3 separate regions of the Mus musculus genome follow, and all the other regions are linked to region 1. Evidence: chromatin contacts called from public Hi-C and promoter capture Hi-C data. All regions are on one chromosome and are shown on one strand. The core of a region is the stretch at or near the end of the contact, and the rest is flanking DNA. Distances in the headings are between cores, read along the strand shown.

Region 1 (5,148 bases), core at 873-3,372:
GAAAAAGGAATATAACTAAGATATCAAAAGATGGAATGATTTCTCATGGTCATGGATAAGTAAGATTAACAATAAAAATGGCCATCTTATCATAAGCAATCTACAGATTCAATGCACTTCCCATTAAAACTACAACATAATTCTTAACAGACCTTGGAAAAACAATTTTCAACTTCACATGGAAAAAACAAAACAAAACTGTATACCTAAAACAATCCTGTACAATAAAATGACCATCCCTGATTTCAAGCTGTACCACAGAATAGTAAAACAAACAAACAAACAAACAAACAAACAAATAAAACAACAACCACAAATGCATGATATTGGTACAGAAACAGAGAGGTTGATGAACTGAATCAAATACAAGATCCTGAAATAAACCCATACACCTATGAACATTGATTTTTTTTTTTTACTAAGAAGACAAAAACCATCCAATGGAAAAAGAAAGCATCTTTAACAAATGGTAGCTGTCTAACTGGATGTCTGCATCTAGAAAATGTAAATAGATCCAATTTATTATCCTGCAAAAACTCAAGTCCACATGGATCAAAGACCTCAACATAAAACCAGATACACTAAGTCTAATACAAGAGGAAGTATAAAGTAGCCTTGAACACACTGGTACAGGAGACAACCTCCTGAACAGAACACCAAATAGCTCAGGCACTAAGATCAGTAACTAATAAATGGGGCCTCATGAAACTGAAAAGCTTCTGCAAGGCAAAGGTCGCTGTCAATAGGAAAAAATTGGTAGCCTACAGAAGGGGAAAAGATCTTCATCAACCCTATGCCTCATGGGGGTGGGGGGGGTGACACCCAAAAAATATAATGAACTCAAAAAGGTAGACACCAACAACCCAAATAGCCAATTTAAAAATGGGTTAAAGAGCTAAGCAGAGAATTCCTCAATAGAGGAATCTTTAATGGCCAAGAAAGACCTTTAAAAGGTCCAACATTCTTAGCCTTCAGGAAAATGCAAACCAAGGTGACTGAGATTCTACTTTACACCCAGCAGAATGGCCAAAATCAAAAACGCAAGCCACAGCACATGCTGGCAAGGATGTGAATCAGGGAGAACACGCCTCCATTGCTGGAGGGAGTGTCAAGTTGCACAACCACTATAGAAATCAATTTGGCAGCTCCTCAGATAATTGGGTATAGTTCTACCTCAAGACCCAGCTATACCACGGTCATATACCCAAAAGATGTTCCACCAAACTACAAGGCACCTTACTCAACTACATTCAGAGCAACTTCATTCATGATATCCAGAATCTGGAAACAATACAGATATCCCTCGATGAACAAATGGATAAAGAAAATGTGGTTCACTTACACAGTGAAATACTGCTCAGCTATTGAAAATAAGGATATCAAGAATTTTTCAGGCAAATGGATGGAACTAGAAAACATCATACTGTAGGCTTAGAAATTTCAAGACTTACTTAATTAGAGTTCTTGAACGCTTCAACTTTCCCTCTAGCCCACGTACCAGAGGTAAGGGGAAAGAAAGGTTAATTATTTGGATTGTGCAAACACGGGTTCATACCAATTCCAAGATTATTCTGTGGCTATACAGCCATGTATTGTGATGATTCAGGTCACAGCGGTGTCTATTAGAAATTCCTATTCAAACGGAGGCGTCCATAAATCTAACAATTCATTCCAAGGGAATAGGAACTAACATTCCACACAACAGTTGCCCTCACAAGACTTTCTGTTCCAGCACACTAGGAAATTTAGGAAGTTCTGTAAATCCCGAGAATCTGACTATAGCCATGTGATCACGGGTCAGCTAGGCAGAGCATGTTCTTCAGCAAAGTTGAGTGCGCTCCCTTCAGCATCTCAGGCACAGGCAGTCAGCAGAACCAGATTGCCCTGGCCATCCTGTTGTTTTCCAACCTTCTCCTCTTCAATCTTGTTCCCGGGGGCAGTGGCCCATCCTAGGTCAGCACAGCATCTCCAGGTCAGCAGCTTCCCCTGTCTCCCAACCAGCCTGAGTCAGCTCCCTCCGCGCCCGACCCGCCACCCTGCACAGTCCCTCTGGATCTGCAGGACGGCGTTGCTCCCTGCACCAACCTCCATGTCAGAGATCCAAGCCCAGTTCTGAGCAGGACAGTCCCCTAACTTTGGGGGAGAAGCGAGGTTTAAGAACGAACCCGGAAGTTCAATACTGACAGCCCCTTCTGGTGATGTCATAATTGTTGGGACTACATTTCCCACAAGTCAGTGCAAAGGACTTCCAGGAACACTCCAAATGGGTTTTGTGCACTGCCTGGGTACCTGCCCTACTGTGAGCAAGTGGAATTAGAAAGAAACAGTCTTCTGCACATGGGCAGCCACAGGGCATTCGGGCTTTTTTGAAGTGCTGTGGTCTCAGCATGCGATGTTAGCCTGTGAGTCGAGCCTTTCTCAGTAATGTTAATCATGCTAGTTATTTCTGCTAAAACGTGATTTTAAAGCTCAAACCTACTTATGAAATCATACTAACACATGGGAAATCATGCTTTCATGGTCTGCTTTACTTAAAAATAAGGAAGCAGGACGGTAATGTAGGACTGTGCATTTCTTTAATGAAACCACGCTTGGTGATCCCGCCTGACATGCAGCATCTCAGGTGCTTAAAACAGAAGAACAGGAAATCAGGCTGGTGAGATGGCTCAGTGGGTAAGAGCACCCGACTGCTCTTCCAAAGGTCTGGAGTTCAAATCCCAGCAACCACATGGTGGCTCACAACCATCTGTAATGAGATCTGACGCCCTCTTCTGGAGTGTCTGAAGACAGCTACAGTGTACTTACATATAATAAATAAATAATAATTAAAAAAAAAAAAAGAAGAAGAACAGGAAATCAAAACTAGTCACCACCGGGTGTTCTCTGAGCACAGGCTTTCCTCCTCCCCATCTCCCAGCAGGAGGTGCAGAGCTCCTGGGATCACACTGGTGAGTCTACTGACTCTTGGTACACTGTGCACTATAGGATTTCCCTTGTTCCCTTTGATGTTCCTTATAGAATTTCCTCTCTCCTGATCACGCCATGATTCATGTTTCAGACGATTTAAATATTTGTTATCTGTCTTGAACTTCCCTCACTTCTAAGCAGAACACTGAGATGATTCCTCCTTGAATACAAAGGTGTTAGAAATATGTCCCTACGATTGTCAAGTGAGCTCAGTGTAGTAAAGAAGCTGCATTGGGACCATGGAGTACTGAGAATGCCCATCTCTTCTTAGGAAGATTTATTGCTGGGCAGTTTGTGTTTGAGACAAAGGTACACACCCATTATAAGGAAGGCTTCATGCTTCCACGATGTATACAGATTGATGAGGAAGCTGTTTCAGTGCAGAGACTATGGGAAGTTCCTATTCAATTCTTGTATTCCAGGCAGTGTGCTAAGCCAGGGATACAGCTCCTCTTAGAGAAACTAGAGTCATCAAGCAGTATTAAACAATACCCCTAATACATTCACCTGGACACTTGATTGGCATGTCTGTTTAGAATGAACTCATGACTAGTCTGTACTCCTGAAGGCTGCAGGGAAGGGCATTGCCAGCAACCATAAGTACTGCTAGGCTTTCAATGTGTGAGTGTACTGACTGAGGGAACTGACTCACCTGAGAGGAGCTGATCTGTGAGGATGAAACCTCAACTGTTCCGCAGTTTCCATTTCCTCCTAGTGAAATTGGTTAATTCAAGAGAAGGAGGTAGGCACAAACTGAACATGCAGACTCTAGAGAAAGCCTCATTCAGCATGGTGTTAGCGGCCCGGGCATACTTACAGAAAGTTTACCATAGTCTGATTCTCAGGCCTTATATGCTTGTTTAGACCATGTTGGAAGTTTTAGCTTTATTGCCTACACTATCATTTTATAGTCACTTAATCCTTTAAGTTTCTCCCATAGAAACATTCTGCATTCAATGTGATGTGTGGCCAAATTCCTTTTAAAAATCTATGCTTACAGTAAGCTAAAGAGATTGTTCAGTAGTTGAGAGTAATTAAATTCTTACAGAGCATGAGTTTGTTTTCTAACATTCACATTGTGGCTCACAAGCACAGTTCTAGAGGACCAGCCCAACTCTTTTGACATCATGAAGCTCATATAGAAGAGAGGAGCACAGGGACATAAACAGACAGACAGACAGACAGACAGACAGGCAGGCATGCATGCACACACACACACTGCTAGTAAAATTATATATGTGTGTGTATACATATAAACAAAAATGTATGTATATATACATATATGTATGTATATATGTACACATATATAATTAAAAGTATTTATGGGGCCTATGGTGGTATATTTCTTTGATTCTAACAGTTATGGGTCAGAGAGACTTGGATCTCTGTACTTCAGAACAGCTTGGTCTTTTGAGTGAATTTCAGGAATGTCAGCACTACACAGAACAACCCTATCTGGAAAACACTGATGAAAAAAAAATATTCAGGCCTCATGTTTGAACAAATTTGATGTTTGTACTGGCTGGTTCTGTGTGTCAACTTGACAGAAGCTGGAGTTATCACAGAGAAAGTAGTCCCCTTTGAGAAAATACTTCCAGGAGATCCAGCTGTAAGGCATTTTCTCAATTAGTGATCAAGGGTGGGAGAGCCGTCCCTGGGCTAGTAGTCTTGGGTTCTATAAGAAAGCAATCTCAGAAAAATATTTTCAAGAAAATCATGGAAGAAATTTTTTCTAACCTAAAGAAGGAGATGCCTATAGAAGTACAACACCACAAGTCCCTTCCGCTCGACTCGAGCCCCGGGCTTCCTTGCCAGCAGAGTCTTGCCCAACACCCGCAAGGGCCCACACGGGACTCCCCACGGGACCCTAAGACCTCTAGTGAGTGGAACACAGCGCCTGCCCCAATCCAATCGCGCGGAACTTGAGACGGCGGTACATAGGGAAGCAGACTACCCAGGCTTGATCTGGGGCACAAACCCCTTCCACTCCACTCGAGCCCCGGGCTACCTTGCCAGCTGAGTCACCTGACACCCGCAAGGGCCCACACAGGATTCCACACGTGATCCTAAGACCTCTAGTGAGTGGAACACAACTTCTGCCAGGAGTCTGGTTCGAACACCAGATATCTGGGTACCTGCCTTGCAAGAAGAGAGCTTGCCTGCAGAGAATACTCTGCCCAC
Region 2 (5,148 bases), core at 1,355-3,854, 210 kb before region 1:
CAGAATAACTAGTTCTTGCTTGTGGCCCTTTTCAGTCAGAGGGCACAAACATACAGGGCACATGGCCCATGCAAAAAGGCACTGGATTATTAATAAGGTTGCATTAACTTTCTAATTACACATGAGACTATTTCTGATATTCACAAACAAAAGAGTAGGAATAATCTACAGTAATACATTACACACATATTTTTGCAGGAAAAATATGAACTTCATGGGATTAAGTCTCATGTATATACAGTTTTCACCACTCTAACAATCCATGGTCTAGGACAGACTTCAGTATAATATATTAGATTTAGACTATTTTCTCTATTTGATTCAGGATACTTGATTAAGATGGCCACAGTTGTCTTATCTTTTTGCACTAGTAGGAATTTATTAATAGAAACCACTCTAGATTACTATAATCTGAACTCATACCACACTGAATTTTGTTTTGAATTTTGAATTTTCCCAACCTCTTCACAGTAAGGTCACTGTCACTGACTGAGAAATTAGAGGTAAATGCGTGACTATGTGCAGAAAGGAGAGTCTGAAGACTCTATGGATCACAACTTTTTCTATTCATGAATCCCATTGAAGAGAGAGAAGTGCAAACATCTATGAAAATCCCTGAGTGGCGCTGTGACCATACACCTGCTAGTTTGAGGTAACAAGGCAGCAACAAGTCAAAACACCCATGTTCCCAGTTCCCAGGCCCACAGCCAGACTTTATGGCGCCATTTCCTCAATTGAGCCTTAGTGACCCTTGGCATTCGAACTCGAGAGCCAACAAAATGCAACACATTGATATGGCAAAGACACTTCTCTGAGAAATTCACACCCATGCTTCCTGAGGTACCTCATTCTTTCCCTGACTGACTCATTCTTTCTCTGTTTTAATAATCTCCATCTCTGCTTCATACTAGATCATCCCAACATTATTTTCTATGACAAAAAGCAAAGAATCATCTTTACATGAGTAGAAGTCCCTAGTAGAGTAAGGGAAGTTATCAGGCTATTGGTTGTGTTACCCACTATGCCACAGATGGAACGAGTTATATTTCCCATCTCTAAGAACAATGATCATAAATACCAATGCACAGCAACAAATATTTTTAGCAGAATACAGTCAGCACTTAAGCTTCAGTCCTGGGACATGGCCAAAATGTAAGAAATGTCTTCATGCTACATAGTTTGTTTTGATCTTAACATTCTACTTTTATGCCTTCATCCCTATAATATGTCTTTCTTCTTAATATAAATTCTCTGGTTATGAGGCAACTTAAGAAATCCAACAGTTAATAAACAAACAACACTCAAACTCACTATAAATGGAACATGGCATGGTGTCTTGATCAATATTTAGCAAAGCATCCTTCACTGATATTTATAAATTAAAATAAATATATGAGCATCTCCAAATTTCTTTTCTACATCTCATATGTTGTTTATATACCCAGTGAAATTCTGCCATTTCCTAAGCAAATTAGTAATTAGATCCTGTCTTAACCAATAAGTTATGGCTTAATAGTCATCTGAAAGAATAGAGAAGGTTTAAGGGGCAAGTCACAAAGGAAAGAACAAAGTGACAGATGGCCATCTTCCTAGGGCACAGAGGAGTAAAGAGGAGGAGAAGTCAGGAGGAACGGAAGTTAACGTCACTATCAGCTACACAGAACACTTCAGGGCAGCCTGGACTACACAAGAAACTGACTCAAAATCCCAATACAAACACAAAAGGATGGCAATAGGAAGGGGGAAAAGGTAGCTATGGTTACCAGCATAACACACAAATAACGTCAGTCAAAACTTCAACAGGGAAAGGGGAGGGGTTCACAAGGCCCCACCCTTAGCTAAGGATCGGTTGGAATTCATGACCACTGAAAAAGAGATTCGTTTTGTTTGTTTGTTTGTTTGTTTATTTTGCTTGGAGGTGTGGCCAGTGAGCGTCCACGTTCTAGGGGATGTCCTGTGCGCCCTCCCTTCCCCGCCCCATACACACAGGTATGCACACTAGAGCAATACTAAGTGGACTCAGTGGGTTATAAAACAAAAACAAAACCACCAGGACAGGAAATTGGGAGTGGAGCATTTTGGGAGATACCTGGTACTGTTGAAGTAGGGGACAGTAGGGGTGGATTTGATCGGACTGCATTGTATATACATCTATTAAATTCCGGATAACAGAAGCCATCGAGACAGTGTCAGCTAAGGGCATGCTTCCACACCTCAGGCACAAGCTGACAGCAGATGCACCCTGCCAGGCACCCTTCTCCATTCCTAGGCTACCGAGCCAGCTCTCCTGCCCCAGAAGTGCAGGACAGAACAGGGCAACGGCACCTTAAAAGAGAGGCCACTCCCAGCTCCATCCCTCCTCCAGCGTTAACCAGCACCGGAATGGACAAGCCTAGGTCACCACAGTACCTCCCATTCAACTTCTTCCCGCCTCCCTCCAAGGCGGACCCGCCCACCCCGCAACGTCCCTCTGGCTGCGCTACATCCTGGGACCAACCTCCATGCCAGAGATGCTACCAGAGCGCGCACAGGACCCGACACTGGCCCAACTTTGGAGAAGACCGCCAGAGAGGGAGACACACACAGGCGCAGAAGAAACACGGAAGCGCCCTTCCCAGAGTCCCTGTTTGTGACGTCGCCGCGGACGAGACTACATTTCCCACAATTCTCTGCGAGCGAGTTTCACAAAGCCGTGGTAGGTGATTTGAAACGTTCCCAAGTTACTGTCAGGCTGTTTGCCAAAGAGAATGGGTAGAAACAAGCCACTTCTGAAGGTGGATAGCCACGGGGAGTCAGGGTACCGCGTTTAAATTTTCAAAATGAGTATGGGTTGAACCTTTGACAGCATTGTTTATTATGTGTACTGGATACTTTGGGTCCATATATTGTGATTTTAAAACTCAACCTGCTTCCTACAAAATGTTTCGTTTTTGTTTTTGTTTTGCTTTGCTTTGGTTTGGTTTGTTTTTCCAGACAGGGTTTCTCTGTATAGCTCTGGCTGTCCTGGAACTCACTCTACAAACCAGGCTGGCCTCTAACTCAGAAATCCTCCTGCCTCTGCCTCCCAAGTGCTGGGATTAAAGGTGTGCGCCACCACTGCCCAGCTGTGTTTGTTTGTTTGTTTTTGTTTTGTTTTTAAAAAAGATTTATTATTATATGTAAGTACACTGTAGCTGTCCTCAAACACACCAGAAGAGGGAGTCAGGTCTCATTATGGATGGTTGTAAGCCACCATGTGGTTGCTGGTATTTGAACTCAGGACCCTCGGAAGAGCAGCTAGTGCTCTTAACCTCTGAGCTATCTCACCCACCCCAAAATGTTTCACATCACAAGGCAAACATGGATTAAAAAAATGAGCTAATATTTTGAGAAGACAATTCTTAAAATGAGAAATGAAAACAGACAATGAACATGTGAAAAAGTGTTGGTCCAAATAACTGGAACTTCAAACTAAAGATGATTGTATAGAAGCAAGTGTGGTTTTACATGTTGAAAATCCCAGATGTTGGTTACTGGAGATAGGAATAGGAGTCCGAGGTCACCTATAGACATATAGAAAGTTTGAAACATGTTTGGTATACATGACTCCCCACTCAAAAACAAAACAGATTCAGAAAATGAGATCACAGAATGTATATGCTTTGAGTAAACTTGCATACTAAAGTGTTACATGTACCTTTTGCTACCCCACCTAAGCTCTGGGAACAGGCAGTGCTATCAGCCCCTCACCTAGAGAATACTGGATCTTTGGATAAAAAACACAGACACACAAAGCAGTTAATCTTAAAATGTCTTTGCTAACTCAATGACAGGGCATTGCTAAATCTCAAACTCAAACTGTTCTAGAATTCAATTGTGGGGCAATGGGCTATGCACAGAGACAGCCTGGTCTCCAGTCGAACTTAGTTAGGTCTTGAACCCCGGTGGGACCCGGTGGGTGGTAATTTTCACCTACATGGGACAGAAGGCATTCGATCATGTCTCCTGGACCCCTAGCTCCTGTCGAAGTTACCGCCCCCAACAGTCCCCAAAGGAGAGGCTTGTGGCTATCAGTGACATAGACAATGTCCCAAGCTGCTGGCATTCTGGCTAGACTCCGCCCCACAGTTACCTAGCAACAGAAAGATAGCCAGCCCACTATAAGAGGGGCTGCTTGGCTCCACCTCACTCTCTTAAGCTTTCACCTTTCTTACTCCCTAGCTCTCTTTCTCTCTTTCCCTTCCTGCTCTCTCCACATAGCCATGGCCAGACTCTCTCTCTCTTTCTACCTTCTCTCCTTTCTCCCTGCCTTTCTACAATAAAGCTCTAAATCCATAGACTATCTCTGACCATAAAGGCCTGCCCTGCTTGAATGATGAGATAGGCTTTCTCCTAATGAGCCACATCCAACCTCCCACCAGAAGGCCTTCCAAGCCATGGACCTGACCAAGGATTCTCGCCTGCGTGGGAACCATCCAGTCCCCTTTCCCCCCGCCCTTTCTTCGCTTCATCCCCTGGGCCTAGTGCTGCCCTGGGGCCCCTATTCTGTTCTCAGCTCCTCCATCGTATCCAGCGTACGATGCCAGAGACTGAGAACCTGGTACCTAGAGCTGCCCCTTTCCACCACCCGCCATGTGGGGTCAGTGGCTTTACACAACCAGATGCCCACCTGGGGCCGCATGGAAATCATCCAGCAGTCCTCCCGCATCTGACCACCCAGAGCACCAAAAAACTGGTAGGACACGGGTTTTCTTCTACTCCCCTCTTTCCCACACACCCACAGCCCCACATTCAATGATGACATTTTTTTTGTAAAAAATAAATAAATAAAACTAAAACTAAGTTGATAGCAGTGTCAAACAAAACAACATAACAAAAATGACTGAAATAATGCAGGTCAAAATTCAGCAATACCTACAGAAAAAGGAGCCATACTAATATCTAGTATGTATGGAAAGCACTTAATATCAGTCAAGGAGATTGATCGCTATAATAATTTACAATCCATAACACAGCAGCCTGAAGGATCCTAAATGTTCTTACCATGAAAATCACAAATGTTTGAGGAACTAGATTTGCTCATTGTATTGATTATATAACTGACAACTATATTGAATGCACATCCTCCAGCATATGCATATACAGTGACTTTGGGTCAACTAGGAACAA
Region 3 (5,148 bases), core at 1,864-4,363, 130 kb after region 1:
TCTCCAGCATCACATTCCTGTACAGATCCCACTGAGCAGGCTCCAGGCATTCCCACTCTTCTGGAGAGAAATCAATGGCTACATCCCAGAAGGACAACATTTCCTGAAATAAAGACCAATGAATAATATCACAACTATAATTAATTAAAATCATCAATAAACTCACAGCAAACCTCTGGTTTTGACATGGACCTCTGGTCCTCATATTCAAACTGCTCCTGCTCCAGAAATATTCCCTGGCTAGTATGTGCAGAAATTGTAGACATACCTATTGGGTCAGATCACAAGATCATACATAGTCCTCTGGGCTTTGTTAAGTTTCAGTTTTCTGCAGAGCTCTCTCTGATGCAGCCAGAAGCGCTTTGAACAGTAAGAGCTACACACTCATGTGTAGGAGTGCTTTGAACAGTAAGAGCTACACACTCATGTGTAGGAGCGCTTTGAACAGTAAGAGCTACACACTCATGTGTAGGAGCGCTTTGAACAGTAAGAGCTACACACTCATGTGTAGGTCTAAGGAAAAGCAATCAGAATGCAGTGAGATCTTAGGATGCTCTAATAACATGGCATTAGTATGTTCCCCTCTAAGGTTTCAACCTAACAAGTCACCTGCGGCAGCTTCTAAGCATGATGTAACTTCTATTGATGAGGCTTTAAGTCCCATTGGACAGCTTCTGCATAGGTCAGATATTGAGTGGCACTGTGGCATCTTTACGGCTGGAATGACATACAGGACATTGCTGTGGCACACTGGTATAAGAGCTAAGCAGGGCTACTGATTTCTTCTCTCCCTTGGAACCTGGCAAAGCACCTTAAATCTGTATGGATAACTCGTCCCTGTTCAGATCTTCATGTCAGATCCAACTGCAATCCCGTGAGTCTTCTGTCTGAAGTGCAAGGTGATTGCACCCTTGGGAAGAGGGAATAGCTATTGTCACAAGAGTTTATAGGACAACAAAATTATATTTTCTTTAAAGATTGACTGCGCAGAAAATAGTCTTTTGTCTAATGAGCAGCATTCAGCAGCAATAAAGAGGCCAGAACATCTCCAAAATTAACCGGCATAATGAAGCACTTTGGTGAATAGGAGTTTCTCAAGGGAAAAATAAATTGAAAGGTCTTGAAACCTTCTGTACAGCTAGTAGAGAAAGATCCTGTCTTTACGAGTATGAAAAAGCAGATTACACTTTTTTTAATGTTTGCATCACCAAGGCCACGGGAAAACCAGCAATGTGGAGAATGGCAGGAGCCCAGAGCAGAGCAAAGACCAAAACAACTCTCTGTGAGAGAATCAGAGCATGCTCACAATGGAGAATTAACTGCGGGGCTCACTCCCTATGTTGGCCAGCACTGGCTTCCTCCATTCTGCATGGGCAAGTGTCTGCTGTCTTGAGTACAATCTCCTGTGAGACCCTGGGGGTGGAGGTCCGGGGACCTGTAAACAGGATACCGTTTTGTGGGGATTATAGCCAGTACAATTAACAGCAAACATTGCAGGGGAATCAGAGACTTGCAAAATTCACTTTCAATGGGAAAGAAATGCAAATAATGTCTGACCTGAGGCAGGAACAGTTCCACCCATTAACAATTACTACCTATCCTTCCAATAACTGGGAGCTCGATGGTTACATTCCACTCAATGGAAGCCCATCCTAGAGGAAGTCTAGAGCAACAGAAAGGACAGCGCAGATGTTTTAAGAACTCTTGCATCTCCTGTCAGTGACAATCAGAGATAAATTTTCAGAGAGTCGGGCAGATCTAAAGATTAACAGGACATTGATGGGAAGTAAACATGAGAGAGAGGCAAAGAGAACGATGGATTCCTGATCAGGTTCCAAACAATACAGACTCCCCATTCCCTACCAGCCTGTCTATACTACACAGTGCTTAAAATACATACAACACAGATCATGAAGCAGCAACTCCTAGGTTGTGCCAAGTGTCAAAGAGTCTCTGAGTGTGGAGTGAGGATTAAAGACAGGAGAGGCCGAAAAAAGATGCAGAGCCAAGAAATAGACTTGGGAGGACTGCTGGTCAATACCACAGCAGCCTCAAGTTTATTATTCACCGCCCTTTTATACCTCATATTACCATGGGCAGCAAAGCTACAAGATAACAGAAACACTGGCAGAAATATACACAATGTTCATAAACTTCTTCAACAAGTCCAAGCCCTGATAATGTCATGTTGACCGGAACCATTGTGGGCCAAGCGGACATTATCTCTTTTTTTAAAACTCTCAACTGTAAAGTAGGGATGGAGGTCCTTTCAAAAGTTTAGAAAATACAGCCCTCAAGGTGAAACATGATGTGAGCTCGTCTCGATCCCACTCTGCCTTGTAGACATTCCTGCCAGTGTATCCACTCCATGCGTTTCTTCAACCCTAGTCCAAGATTTTCAGTGCATTCAGGCAGATCTGTTGGCAGTGTCCCAGAATTCCCCTAAACGACACCTGTAGTACCTCGGATTTTTCCTCTCTTAATTCTTTACTGGCAGAGAAAAGTGAACACAGTCAGACCTCAAGGCCATTGCTATAAGCTGGCTACAGAGTACACGGGGACCAGAAACCCTTTTACTCTAAAGACACAAAGGACTCTGGCAGCATCCAGGTGAGATGGGGGCAGCCAGGAATGCGCGTTTCCAGCAATGCAGGTCTGTGGGCTCTGGCACTCTCTCAGGAGCAGGTAGTCAGCTCATCACCATTAGTTTGCAATCTAGTCCCCCACTACCAAGCTGCTCCAGTGTACCAGAGAACCAAGGCAGACTCGGGCTGCTCTCGGTGTTCTAAAGGAAACCTTCACTCAGGACACAATCCCAAAAGGCCAGTCCCCTCACTCCAAAACTGCAGCCTCAGCGGTCCCAGCCAGTTCAGCACAGCAAGTCCTGGCAGCTGCTTCCGCCCTCCCACCCAGCCCAGAAGCGCTCCCTCCAAGACAGAGCCCTGCTCTGGCACCCACCCCAGTCTATGCTGCTTCCTTGAACCAACCTCCCTGACACAGACCCCGCACAGAGCCCCAAGCAACGCTGCTGACTGGACCAACCTTCTTGTCAGAGACAACTGGAATAGATAGCCGCATAGGATTTCCGCCCAACTTTGAGGAAGAGGCACAAGTACAAACCTGAAGTCAGAAGGGGATTTCCTGGAAGGCTCCCAGTGGTCACAGCGGTGCGGACTACATCTCCCAGAAGTCTGTGCGAAGGAAATCCCAGAACCCAGGGTGGGTGACTTCTACTGTTTGGAGAGGTACGTGGATGGTAACACAAAGTAGAAGGTTGAAGGAGGAAGCCTTTTCTGCAGAAAAGCTATGGGTAATGCGACCCCATTTGGTTTCGGACCCCAGAACCACATCGGAGATGTACGGATATGAGTCGAGCCTTTGACAGAAACATATGGCTTACAAGTCATTTCTAGTTGTAAGTTTAATATTACTACTTCTTGAAAAAAACAAAAAAACAAAAAACGTTGACTTAGTAGTTCGTTAAAATAACAAAGCAATACACTAACCTACGTGGGAAGGAAACGTAACTTTATAAAAGGATGTTTGAAACCAACCTTGGTGTGCCTGACTATGCTCCTAGCTCCTCAGTAACTTTTGACAAATGGACTTGCGGTACAAAGCTGGCTTGGTTTCTGCCCCAACAAACTTGTATACTGTTGTTTGTGTTTCTACTTTTCGAATATATAGAAATAATTCCTCCAGGGCATTGCTAATATTACATATACAGGAACACATGCTGTTTGAGCAGGCCAAGGAGGTTGACTCTGAAGATAAAATTTGACATTCCCAAGCCACACCCAAGCAAGTGTCTATCTAACATTCCTCTAAATCTCTTGTCCCGAGTTAATGCCCCAGACTCTCAGACATTGGAAAGGAGATCAACAAGCAGCCCAAGGAGGCATTGATTAAAACCAGCTAACAGGCTACCTATGTCCAACAGAGACTACTACTGTTGATCTGTTGGTAGAAAGGTGTCTGTAATAAAAGCAGGTCACACATCCAGTCATTTCTCCAACTTGTTGTATGTAGTTGAGACATAAATGCAAAGGCTTTGAGTTGTACTGTAGAAACAAGAGTATACAGAGCACAAACATTTTAAATTGGTATCCACCCTCACCTGCAACTAGGATTTCTTTCTGAGAGCCCTCAGAAATCAGTGTACATGGGACTGCTCACAAAACAGCCAGGGGATCACATGGAGTCAATGCCTTGGCCATTCCTTAGATCCTGTGAACTAAAGGCAGGTACTAAAACATCAGCTGCAGTGGAGTCTACTCCACTGTGGAACACAGACCCAAAGTAGCCTCTAAGAGTACAGAAGCATAGACTATGGGTGCTGAAATAAACACTGGAACCTTACAGATTAATTCCCATAATGACCTCAACCGAATGGAACCAGTCTCTGCACTCTCACTACTAATTCAATCCTGTGGTTATACTCAGAGAACCTGATAATTTGCTGTATGTAGGTGTATTTGTGCCCCCATGTTTATTGCTCTTTATTCCCAACAGTAAACAACCAGAATCAACATAGATATCCATGAAAATATTAATGGAAAACAATTTGGTAAATATAAATATTTATTACAGAGAGAGAGAGAGAGAGAGAGAGAGATGCTCTTTGGATCTAAGATACTGTAATCACAAATTTTACTAAGAAATGGACTGACATAGTATGTATGATATTGATATTACTTAGTTTTATAAAGGTAAACACTGCATGTTCTTCTAGGTGTTTAATCTAGACAGTACTATATGTATATATGTGAAGAAATTTTCATGTGGGTACAGTATATTGCAGGCATAATGTTATTGTACGCTGTGTAAAGATTATCCTTGTATTATTCAAATCCTGATTTCTCAGCCCCCATATATGGTTGTAATCCAGACATGACATTGTAGTGCTTATTTTAAGTATCTCCCCTCTCAAGTGTGTGCAAACATTATTCCCCACTTATTATCTGACTTGTTAATAAAAGCTGATCAGCCAATGGTTAGGCAAAAGAGAGAATAGGGCGGGACTTCTGTTAGACAAAGGAAGAATAGAGGACAGGCCAGGAGGAAGCAGTCCAGGAGAGACATCATGGAAAAACACCTGAATCCCAGAGAGCAACATCAAAACTAAAATACAAGTATCTCAGGGTTTTT

The links. A called contact is a pair of places that touch in the nucleus more often than the background predicts. Capture Hi-C pulls out chosen DNA fragments and counts their contacts.
Region 2: a promoter capture Hi-C map of adipose tissue shows a contact between it and region 1. The contact joins the promoter of Zfp712 here to the promoter of Zfp458 in region 1. A contact is called at or near these places in 1 of 39 promoter capture datasets (embryonic stem cells), 5 of 484 Hi-C or Micro-C datasets (CD4 T cells, cerebral cortex, embryonic stem cells and 2 more) and 3 of 9 other capture datasets (adipose tissue, liver and pancreatic islet).
Region 3: a Hi-C map of CD8 T cells shows a contact between it and region 1, with 2.8 times the contacts expected there. The contact joins the promoter of Zfp429 here to the promoter of Zfp458 in region 1. A contact is called at or near these places in 2 of 39 promoter capture datasets (erythroid cells and macrophages), 4 of 484 Hi-C or Micro-C datasets (CD4 T cells, CD8 T cells, double positive thymocytes and 1 more), 1 of 115 datasets of contacts at active chromatin or transcription factors (memory CD8 T cells) and 2 of 9 other capture datasets (adipose tissue and pancreatic islet).

Annotation. Positions count from the first base shown.
Region 1 is chr13:67,266,946-67,272,093 of GRCm38.p6, forward strand. Zfp458 (zinc finger protein 458) reads right to left here and starts at 2,123. Exons shown (of 4, transcript NM_001001152.2): 1 at 2,086-2,123. The coding sequence starts at 2,091.
Region 2 is chr13:67,058,566-67,063,713 of GRCm38.p6, forward strand. It overlaps Zfp712 (zinc finger protein 712), which reads right to left and starts at 2,605. Exons shown (of 4, transcript NM_001166218.1): 1 at 2,498-2,605. The coding sequence starts at 2,503.
Region 3 is chr13:67,396,654-67,401,801 of GRCm38.p6, forward strand. Zfp429 (zinc finger protein 429) reads right to left here and starts at 3,114. Exons shown (of 4, transcript NM_001080941.1): 1 at 3,043-3,114; 2 at 1-103. The coding sequence starts at 3,078.